3 separate regions of the Gossypium hirsutum genome follow, and all the other regions are linked to region 2. The links are chromatin contacts, called in public Hi-C maps. All regions are on one chromosome and are shown on one strand. The core of a region is the stretch at or near the end of the contact, and the rest is flanking DNA. Distances in the headings are between cores, read along the strand shown.

Region 1 (3,570 bases), core at 47-2,546, 240 kb after region 2:
GTGTTGTTCTTAGTAGATCAGTGAAAATACATTTTTTCTCTCTCCAAAAATAATATAAATCGATAAATTTTTAGAGAATGGTATATATATATATGTAAATTGGCCCATTAAAAGAATAAATAAAATAAATATATTATTAAAAATTTATAAGATACACGAAAGAGTAATGATACCAACAAAAAAAAATTGTAAGACAATCAATAAATTCAGAAACCTTTTAAAGCTAAAAAAGTAAAGTCTCTTTGTCTCCCTATCCTATCTTAAGCTAAGTTTTTTGTTTTGAACTTCCTCAAGCTATGTCTTCAATCTTCATAACTCAGCATTTTTATAACTCAAAAATAACTTCAATCAATCCCAAACACCTTTATGACTCAAAAATGGCTTCCACTGTCCATTTGTTGCCATCTAAATCCCCTTCGTCTTCCATGGAAGACCCATCTACGAAAGCCACCAAGGGTAAGCGAGCGTCGTACTAGGCCCATCTCAAACCGATCCTTGCTCGGAATCTAGAGAGCAATCATATTCCTTGTGCAATGCAGTCTTCATCGCCTCAAATCTTCCATAATCGCTGCTGAGCACTTAAAAGAACAACTGCTGCTCCAATTCTTTGCTCTGTAGGGATTTTGCTTTGATTTTGAAATATAGGGTTCTAAGATTTTTAGTTTTTTTTTTCAAGTTTTAAGGTTTAGGAAATTTGATCTAGAATTAGGACTTGGGTTTCAAATCATGTATAAGGTTTCACAAAATCACAAATGAATTTTAGGATATCAGTGTTCAGGTTTGAAGGAGTTATTGTATGTAAACAAATTTTGTACATATTCTATACAAATTAAATTTGAGTTTGGACTTTTATCAATTATTTTGCTTTCTGGGTTTGTGCAGATGAATTGTATTTTTAGTTTGAAAATAATTTTTCTATTAAGTAAAAGAATCTAGAGCAGGAGAGTGAAGATGGGGTTCTTATTTTTTTATTTATTAATAATTTTAACCTAAAAAAATGAAAGGTAAAATTTCTATCAAGTCCCTCTTTCTGTCTTTCGTGACTGTTTTGCTTTTGTTTGTGGCCCACTGCCACGTGTCTCTTTATTGATTGTTCACGTGTCATATTATGTCAGAAACTACCAATGTTAGATCCGAGTACACAATGATAGACTGAAGAAAAGTACAGGTATCAAGATAATAAATTAAAAATGTAGGTACTACATTGACAATTTCGTTAATGTACAGAGGTAAATTTTGCTATTATCCCTCTATTTTTTATTATAAAAAATAAAAAAAAGTATTTCTATTTCATAAAGAAAGAGAGAAAAGAATTGTTGGGTTGAGAAAAGGTTGATATGGAGCGAGGGGGGACCCGGCCCGACCCAGAAGATGCCCTAAACCCTCTCTCAGCTCTGTTGGTTTTACGAGGTTTGTTGTGGCAACTGGCACTGTAAAGCCAAGACTGAAAAGAAAACACCATCGTCAACCTCAACCTCGCTCGCTCACTGCTTGAGATCCTCAGCTGTTCAAAACTTTTCAACTCAATAACCTAATGGCTGATAAGCCAGTTTATGAAGAAGCCTCCATCGACGGCCAACCACCCAAGCTTGCCTCGATTCCCGCCAGCGACACCACTGTCTGGGCCGACGCTTCGCCTCTCCTTCAAGCCGCCTGTGCAGGTTCTATTTCTCCCTCTTTTCTCCCCCCTTAAACCTCTGTTTGGTTCTCGGGAAAATAAAAGTCAAAAAAGGAAAACCATTTCCTTTTTATATTTGATTAGGAGATCTAACAGCGAATCCCTAAACCCTATTGCTTGTTGAGTAAAATTTTTCAGTTTCTTTGGTAACTGAAGTGTGGAAAGTTATTGTTTTTTTGTAGTAGAGAAAATAAATAGGGGAAAGAGAAGGTATTAACTTTATGAAAGCTATGGCTTTCTCCCTTTTATTTATGATCACCCAAAGCAAGAAAATTATTATCGAATCATAGTTTTTCTTTAAGTAACTATAAATCTTATCATTGCTGTTGTGAAGCTATGCCAAATATAGAGAGAAAATGTGGGTGCATTCATGTGATGATTAAGACCTTATTTGTTTAGTTTTTTTTTATTTCTGGGTTTCGCTTTATCACTTAGCTATTCAGCAATGCTTGGTGATCACAGGTCTTAGAGATGGAGAGCTCATTCATGGGGACAATTTCAACCTTTTTGCTGCCATGTCTGCTTTAGAGGTGTTGATACTTGATACTTCTTGGTTATTGAATGATAATTGATCTTTTGTAATTTTCTTGGAAGTTATCATTATCTTAGTTAAGATGATAATTGATCTTTTGTTTTCTTTTTAGGTTTACTTTTCTCTGCCATTTATGCTTTTACAACTTGATTTGTACATTGTCAGTGTTTGAGCTATTAACATATTTCCAAATGAGGGTCTGTTGCAATGGTCACTTAGACACTTGAATGCTTGATCCTATTCTCAAACATCAAGTGATGTCTTTACTAACATAAATCTGACATAAACAAAAAAATACCTCCATTTAATATGTATTAAATTGACTTTATTTTATTTTATTGCCAGTAAAGCCTTGACAATAGTGGCAAAGGTTGAGGCCTTGGGTCCTGAGTACCCAGGTTTGAGTCCTTCCATGTGCAATTGCGCATGTGTGGGTTTTAGTTTGGATTATTTCTTGTTCTTTGTCAGTTTGTGTGTTGTAATGGTTTGATTCTACTTTGTAGTTCCTCGGACATGTACACTTGTAATTATACAGTACTTGTAAAAGTTCTTTCTTTCAAAAAAAAAAAAGACTTTATTTTTCTTGCTACTTTAAGTTTTCCCTATATATGTTTTCTACGTTTGAACTAAATTAGCTTTTTGGCCTTCGCTGACAATTTTTTTTTGTTAGATAATGGATCCAAAGATGGATTCAGGTATTGTTTGTACATATTATTCTATTGATGAGGCCATTGAAAATGGTGCTGCTCCTATTCCTATCAGCCTTGACAGCACCATTGATGTCCGCTGCACCATTGATATCATGGACCATCTTCTAGCTTGTGAGGTACTATCTTGTGTATACTCTCCCTCTCTCTCTCTCTATATATATATATACACACATATAGTGCACATGTATGACTGTTTTGGTTAGTCTTGAATTTGTTTCACCTATTCCACAGTGTCCCAGATGCTTCTAAATAAGCATTCATTTACATGGAATGAGATTTTTTCATCATGTTTTTAATGATTTTGTATTTATACTTGTTCTGTCTTTCTTTGTGCCTGGGCCCTCTACTTGTTTTGTTTCTCTTCTTTTATCTAAATTGTAGTCTTTCATGGCAGGCAGCATGGCATAAGGGTCATTCCTTGGCACAAACTGTGTTTTCTTGCATCTATCTTCTGAGGCTTGATAGGACTGCTCCACATGCCTTATTGCATTCTTATTGTAGAATTATACGCGCAACCTGCAAGGCAGTAGTGTCAGTTGTTTCAGATGCCCGCACACATGAAGTAAAGTATTCCAACAGCTCTTTTTGCCTCTTTTCATTTGAAAATGACAAAATGGTTTTAGTTCTTTTGCATTATTCACAAGTAAAAT
Region 2 (3,687 bases), core at 1,136-3,635:
AGAACAAGCAAGAGGAAAGTTGAGGCTAGTAATTAATTATCAGCCTCTTAATCATTTTCTTTAAGATGATAAATTCCCATTACCCAACAGAAATTCACTATTCTCAAGTTTAGCAAAGGCAAAAGTTTTCTCCAAGTTTGATCTGAAAGCGAGATTTTGGCAGCTGGGCATAGATCTAGAAGACAGGCCTAAGAAGGGTTTCTGCATCCCAAATAAACATTTTAATGGACAGTAATGCCTTTTGGGCTTAAAACTGCTCCATCACTATTTCAAAAGGCCATGATAAAGATTTTTCGGCTTATTATGGATCAAACCATGATTTATATAGATGATATTCTTTCTTTATAGCCCAGCTCAAGAACAACATGCCAATCTCTTGGCTCGATTCAAGCAGATAGTTCTTCAATATGGAATCATGTTATCAGAAAGGAAAATGTAGATTGATAGAGAAGAAATAGAATTCCTTGGTATGAATCTTAAAGATGGAAAATATCAACTTGGTAAACATATTGCAGAAGAATTGTAAAAATTTTCAGTTGAAAATTTATCCAAGAAGCAAGTTCAACAATTCTTAGGAATTGTAAATTACCTCAGAGATTTTATTCCAAAAACCTCTAAATTTACAAATCCTTTAAGAAAAATGTTGGAAAAAAATTCTCCTCCATGGAATGCCAGACAAACTCAAGCGGTCAAACAGTTGAAAGAAGAGCTACAGAATTTGCCACCTTTACAGATTTCATCAGAAGACAATCTTGCAGACAGAAAAAAGTGATAAATACTGGGGAGCTGTACTTTTTGAAGAAAGAAATGGAAAAAGACAGCTATGTGGCTTTAAAAGTGGAATATTCACTAATGCTGAGATCCATCGCTCCACTTTCAAAGAAATCATTGCAGTAAAGAAAGATATATCTAAATTTGAATTTCATCTTATAGGAAATCACTTTCTTGTTGAAATGGACATGTCCTCATTTCCTAAAATGCTAAAATTCAAACAAGAAGATATACCCTATCCTTAACTGTTAAGATAGTCATAATGGTTTTCCAAATATTCTTTTGATGTTAAACACATTAAAGAAAAACCAATGTTCTTGCTGATATTCTATCTAGACCCTTTGAAAATTTCATGATAATGCCTTCATCATCAAAATCCAAGAAAACTCAACCTCCGCCTGTTTCTTTTTCTATACCTTACCTTCCAAATTCTCACCCAAAACATCCTCCAGAAGTGTTGAGTATAATTATGGAAAAAAAGATTCCACAAAGAGGCCAGAAATATAATGCTTTCTTATCAGCTGAGTATCTTTCGAGATTTTAGTGGGCTATTTCTTAAACCATTGGAACTTCAGGAAGAATATCCATTCATTCATCCACTTAAAATTCAATTCACTGAATTCCTTGATGAATTAAAATGGATGATGTGGTATTTGACACACCTGTTTCATATTGGGGTAGAATTCTTCATTGAAGATATTTTACATTTTCTGGCTATGGCTGCCCAAGATGAAATTAGTCCGGAGATGAAGAATTTAGCGATTTTTTAAAAATGGTTTTACCTTTTAGAACAATGGGTTGACATGATCATGAGAGAATAACTCAAAGATACAAGGGCACAATATATTGTGATTATTTTTTACAAGCCTCAGTATTTTATGCAGAATGGTCCATCAACACAATTAGGGTCATTCCCTAGTGCCTGGATACACAAGACATATTTTTCAGAGGTTAGTTCAAATCCTTATAATTATAATGATTTACAAAAATATTTGTGCCAAGTAAATAGAACTATTCCAGCAGACATATGGCCTCCAGGAGATGTATTAGCACCATGGGATATAAAATTGAGCCACCAACACCTTATTAAGAACAGTTGAAGAAGGCATTAGAAGAATACCAGTCAAACATACCAGATCCAAAATAATGGTCACAAGACTATCCATGGTTTTCTAGTAATGCCATTCAAAATAAGCCAGCTTGGACTAATTCGCAGGAAAAGACATCACTTATGAATGAAGAAGACAATTTTTACAATTCAAGTGATGGTCTTGAACAACAGATTGAACAGACGGAGATAAAGTGCTACAGAGTTAAAGAAGAAAAAACAAAGATGATAGAAGAACTGAACGTCACTTCTGATGTCAGCATAGGCTATGAAAGTGATTAGACGTGATGTTTCATTATGTTTGTTATATAAGTCATAAATTAGATGTGATGTTTCGCTATGTTTTTTATATGAGTCAAGAAAGTAGGCTTGTTTCTTATGAAAAAGTATAAGTCAAAAAAGTAGGTATAAAAATATGAGTCAAAAAATATATTTGTCTTTATATGAGTCATAAAAATAGTTTATTTTTTTATGTAAAAGAGATTCCTACTTATGAGGTTTGCTTGTAAAAATTAGGATAATTTTTATGTCAATTATATTCGCTTTTATTTTTAGTTTTTTTAGTAAGAATGAAATTTTAAATAGAAATAATCTGATCTATACAAATTTTTTTTAGTGGAGAGTAAAATCCAGTCTCAGCTCCTCTTGCTACATGTAAGTTCTATTCCCCCACGGTAACTCCACTAAAATGGTTTTATAATCTCTAAACCTCCATAACCTATTGGCACATCCGTGTGAACCACCTTAGAATCAAGCACCATTTGGTTGGAGGCTGCAATATGATTAGTGATATCATGGTCTGTAGAACTATAAACCATGCATAATTTCTTTTTCTCTGATGTTGAAGCATGCTTTGCTTCTTCAGTGTCTGGGAAAGTGAGATTATAGCTGGTTTATAGCCCACATGTAAATGGGCTGTGACTATCCGAATTAATTTTGTTCGGCTTTTGAAGCTTTCAAATATTCTTCACCTTCCTTACACTGCTCACCCATTTTTCACTTCATTTCTTCTATTTCCCTCAAAAATTTTCGTTTCCCGGACATTGATTCGCTATTTCCTTTGATAGATTTATTTTCGTTTCGGACGTAATTCAGGAGACAGCCACATTGCTCTCAACATGTTTGATTTTATGCCTGAACAAGCTCCAATTATCCTACCGTGACTTCTACATAAACCATAAACCCTAATTTATATACTCATTCACCGGTAGTAGTAAAAAACAAATCGCCAATTTACTAATGGCAACAGCTAGTACTGCGAGTAGAATAACAAGGAAAATAGTGATTGCAGTGAAGAAAGCAGCAAGTAGAAATAAAGGATGGTACGACCTCCACATGGCTGCGGCCTCAGGTGCCATTGCTCAACGACTTCCATTGGTCGATCTCGTAGCTGAGATCAGAGACGCCAGGGTATGCTTCTTTTATTTTCCATGATTCTTTCTTGCAAGATGAAACTTATAAATAAATTTGTTGACTGCATTAACCTTACAGATTCCTTTATCATCTGAAAATGAGCTGTTGAGAGACTTCCCCGCTCTTTCTAAACGAATTGTTGTGATGAACAAGATAGACCTCGCAGACCAAACACAAGTAAAGGTTGCTATTTGTTTCTGTGTTTCTTTTTTATTTGCCTTTCATTTCGATTCCAAATTCCACTGTTTCTGTACTAGTATTATTATGTCATAAAGTCCATTTCAGTTGGAGAATTCACATAAAACCATAGTAAATACTTGGGTAAAAGTGTCGTGGAAGAGCTGGAGTAAATTGCATTTTACTTCATCTACTGAAAAATTAGTATGTTAGTCCCT
Region 3 (3,610 bases), core at 952-3,451, 160 kb after region 2:
GAAACCTAATCCAATTTTGAAAAATTTATAATTAATTTAATTGGCAAACCCTAAACTCTAATCTCTTATTTATTTAATTTTTTCTTTAAAACCCTAAACTTAAAAATAATAAAACCCTAACCCGAACCCTAACCCTAAACCAATAACCCAAAACCCTAATCGTCGAAGACACGGGCAAAACGCGTCCTTGAGAAAGCGTTTTGCCTACTTGGACATAAAGTGTGCCTTTAAGGGAGCGATTTCTGTCTACGTAGGCAAAACACTTCCTCAGGGATGCATTTTCCTACCACGTCCCCTGACATTGAGCTGACGTGGACACGCTTTCGGGAAAATAGGGCCATTCCGGTAAATAATTATTTATCGGGCCCATTTCGATACATTTTTAAAAAATGGGCTTTTATATGAATTTTCCCATTATATTTAATTTTAATGTTTTATTTTTAAAATATAATTGTTAAAGAAAATTTGAAAAAAAATAAAAATAAAAATTTATCTAGAATAATTTGTGAAAATTAAAAAAAATAAACTTTTTACTGACAAAAAGACCACCAACATAAATCAAAAACCTATATTGATGGTTAGTGACAGTTGGTGAAGATATGTATAAAGGGTTAGGAGAAGTTGCTAACACTACTTTTATTGATGGATCATTCCATAGTTATAAGGTAAAAGTGTATATCTCTGAATAGTTTCCATAAGGATAACTCTATACCGATTATCCTTTTTCCTAGTGGTTGCAATTTTGTCAGGGTAGCATTTTCTTCCATCAGTATAGGATACATGGTGTTATACTGACAAGTTTTGTGTATTTATCAACAGATTTTTTACCGTCGATAAATGACTTTCTTTTTAGAAAATAAAGAGGTTTATTTCTTTTGGTTGAAACTTTTACTGAATAATTCCCTTACTTTTATCTAGAAACTAATCTCCCATTCTTTAATATTGGAATCTATTGAATTGATAGAAAATAAAGTCATATTTCTCAATGCAAATCCTATGTGACATGATTAGCTTTGGAATGATGTTTCTTTTTTTTCTCTTTTTATTTTAAAGCGATAATGGGTTATTTAAATAGATGTGACGTAGGTTAGGGTTTTATTTCTCTTTTTCTTATTGTGTTGTCAATACTATTTAGGATGAATATAAATTTTTATTTTGTATAGATTATATTTATATGTTAGAAAGTTTTTATATTTGATATTTATTTTAGATATCTATTTAAAAAATCTCAAAAAAGTTAGAGTTTTTCATTTTAAAATATTTTATCAAAAAAATAGGAGGTTAAGTTTTCAAAAAAAAACAAGAAATTTGAAAATGTATGAAAAATAAATTTGGCTCCTCAAATTATATATTTTGTTTAAATAAACCCTTAAACTATTTTTTTATAGTTAAATAAATCCTTAACTTTTGATATTTACATATAAAAGTCATTGATTATAATGTTAAAGTAAAAGTATTTTGAATTTCAAACTCTTAATTTAATTTTTTGTTGATGCAATAAAAATTATATACACTTTAACATCAACATAAAACTTTAACAAGTAAATTGATTTTTTTTTAAAAGTATTAATTGCGATATGTATATATAGATTTTTCAAAAGAGTGGTTAATTATGATATTTATATAAGCACTTTCAATAAATTTTAAAATTTTATTTTATTTTACTTTCAAAAAATATTTTTTATTTTTATTAATAAACTATTTTCATCAAAGTCACATTAATAAATTAAGTTTTTAATTTAAAAATACCTTTTTAATTTAATATTAAAATAAAGGACTTTCATGAGTAAAAATAATAGGATAGATACTTATTTCAGTAAAAAAAATAGTACAAGATCTTATTTAAACAAGATATAATAGTTTAGGGGTTTTTTTTTGGATATTATCTAATAAAGTTTTTATTAATATTTTAATTTGTATAATTGGGTTTAGTTTAAGTCTATTGGGTTTAATTTTTAGTTGGGTTTGTGTTTAAATGTATATTTAGGTCTATTGAATTTGATTTTAAAAATATATTAAAATGATAGGTATTTTAAATTCGATTAACTCCACTGTAAACCAATAATTTGAGATTAGGAAACCGATTTGACCCAATTTTTACAAAGCCCCTAGTTTTGGGAATCTTATAAGTGGTGTACTGATGACAGAGGTGGGCCTTATGTCTTCTTTGTTTGATCATATGGGCCATTCCTTTTGTATTTCAATCTTCGCCTGGGCTTTGTCGTTTAATCTTCAATCTCAATTCTTATGGTAGCAGTAGAGGATCAAGAGACAGAGTTAAATGGTTTTAGCTCAAAGAAATCAAGCAAAGCCAGAGATTGCTGTTGAAACTTGGTCTCGCCCGTTTAGATGAAAAGCATTTGTTGGCAGTAAGTTGCTCCATCTTTTTCTTTTGTCCCCCCCCCCCCGCCCCCCGGTTTCCAACTTATGATTGTATTGATCAACACCCTATTGGTCAAGATCAACCACAAAATTTTTGTTAGGAACTTTTGTTGCTATATTCCCCCTCCCCCCTTTTATCTACCCTTAAACGTTTCTCTTTGCTCATACAGAATTGAATGAATTTCTTCTTACTATAATGGGTTTGCCTTGATTTTTCATTTAATGGCGTCTGTGATTTGATGGGTTTAGGTTATATTTTTCGGATCTCAGGTCTTGCTCACTTCCATGTAAAGCAACTATCTGAATTGAGTATTTCATATGTTTTTTTCTTTAATTCTTATATATTGTGGATAGGGAATTTCTTACTTTAGTGTAAAAAGTCATACTTATTGTAATTTTGTGTTTTACTGTTGTTCTTTGCAGAAACATTTGGTTGCCCTCTTTCTTTTGAGGGAAAATCTGATTGCCTCGTTTGGTTGTTTGGGAAAAGAAATCAAGGAAAATGGTATTTGAATTAATCTCTTACCTCCCCTTCCACTGCTAGATTGTGCATGTAGTTCACCAGAGTTCTAAATATGATTTTTTGGTTCATTCATTTAGAATTCGTTATTAAATGCCAGGTTTATCACTCTAGTTTTGTTGGTGAGGAAGGAATTACTAAAGCTTGTGGCTTCCCTTTACTTCCTTTGAAAAGCCATATAAAGGGTCCTGCTCCTGTTTCAGATCAAGGTTGGATTATATAACCTTCATTAGGTAGTTCTCAATATTATATTCTTCCTTAATTTTTGAGTTGGTAATTCAAGATGGTATTTTGCAGGTAAAACTGATATTGTTGATGAAGCGATCACATTCTTTCGTGCCAATGTGTTCTTTAGAAACTTTGATGTTAAGAGCCCTGCAGATAAGCTCCTTATATATTTGACTTTCTACATAAATGTGGCTTTGAAGAGGCTTGAGGGCTGTAGGACCTTGGCTGAAGGGACCAAGGCAATCATTAACTTAGGCTTGGAAAAAGTTCCCGTACCTGGAGAATCTGGTTTTCCTTTTCCGGGGCTCTTTGTGCTCCCACAGTCTCAAAAGGAAGCAGGTAAATCTCTTACTATCTTCTTTTTCATTTGATATATCATATATGTGACATTGATTACTGAAGTATTGGGTACTTGTGAAGCATGTTCCAAGCATCGTAGTGAGTTGTACTGAACCCTTTTAGTTAGCTAGCTGCCTCTTT

Evidence for each region. Hi-C and Micro-C count contacts between places; a contact is called where the count stands out from the background.
Region 1: a Hi-C map of leaf shows a contact between it and region 2, with 1.7 times the contacts expected there. The contact joins the promoter of LOC107912453 here to the promoter of LOC107912527 in region 2. A contact is called at or near these places in 7 of 34 Hi-C or Micro-C datasets (hypocotyl, leaf and seedling).
Region 3: a Hi-C map of leaf shows a contact between it and region 2, with 1.9 times the contacts expected there. The contact joins the promoter of LOC107912481 here to the promoter of LOC107912527 in region 2. A contact is called at or near these places in 13 of 34 Hi-C or Micro-C datasets (anther, callus, hypocotyl and 2 more).

What each region holds. Positions count from the first base shown.
Region 1 is chrD08:23,669,337-23,672,906 of Gossypium_hirsutum_v2.1, reverse strand. It overlaps LOC107912453 (N-alpha-acetyltransferase 35, NatC auxiliary subunit), which reads left to right and starts at 1,296. Exons shown (of 16, transcript XM_016840641.2): 1 at 1,296-1,661; 2 at 2,141-2,208; 3 at 2,881-3,036; 4 at 3,315-3,482. The coding sequence starts at 1,535.
Region 2 is chrD08:23,912,413-23,916,099 of Gossypium_hirsutum_v2.1, reverse strand. LOC107912527 (DAR GTPase 2, mitochondrial) reads left to right here and starts at 2,385. Exons shown (of 8, transcript XM_016840739.2): 1 at 2,385-3,289; 2 at 3,371-3,475. The coding sequence starts at 3,119.
Region 3 is chrD08:23,756,279-23,759,888 of Gossypium_hirsutum_v2.1, reverse strand. LOC107912481 (actin-related protein 2/3 complex subunit 3) reads left to right here and starts at 2,201. Exons shown (of 8, transcript XR_005917237.1): 1 at 2,201-2,369; 2 at 2,806-2,887; 3 at 3,003-3,111; 4 at 3,200-3,469.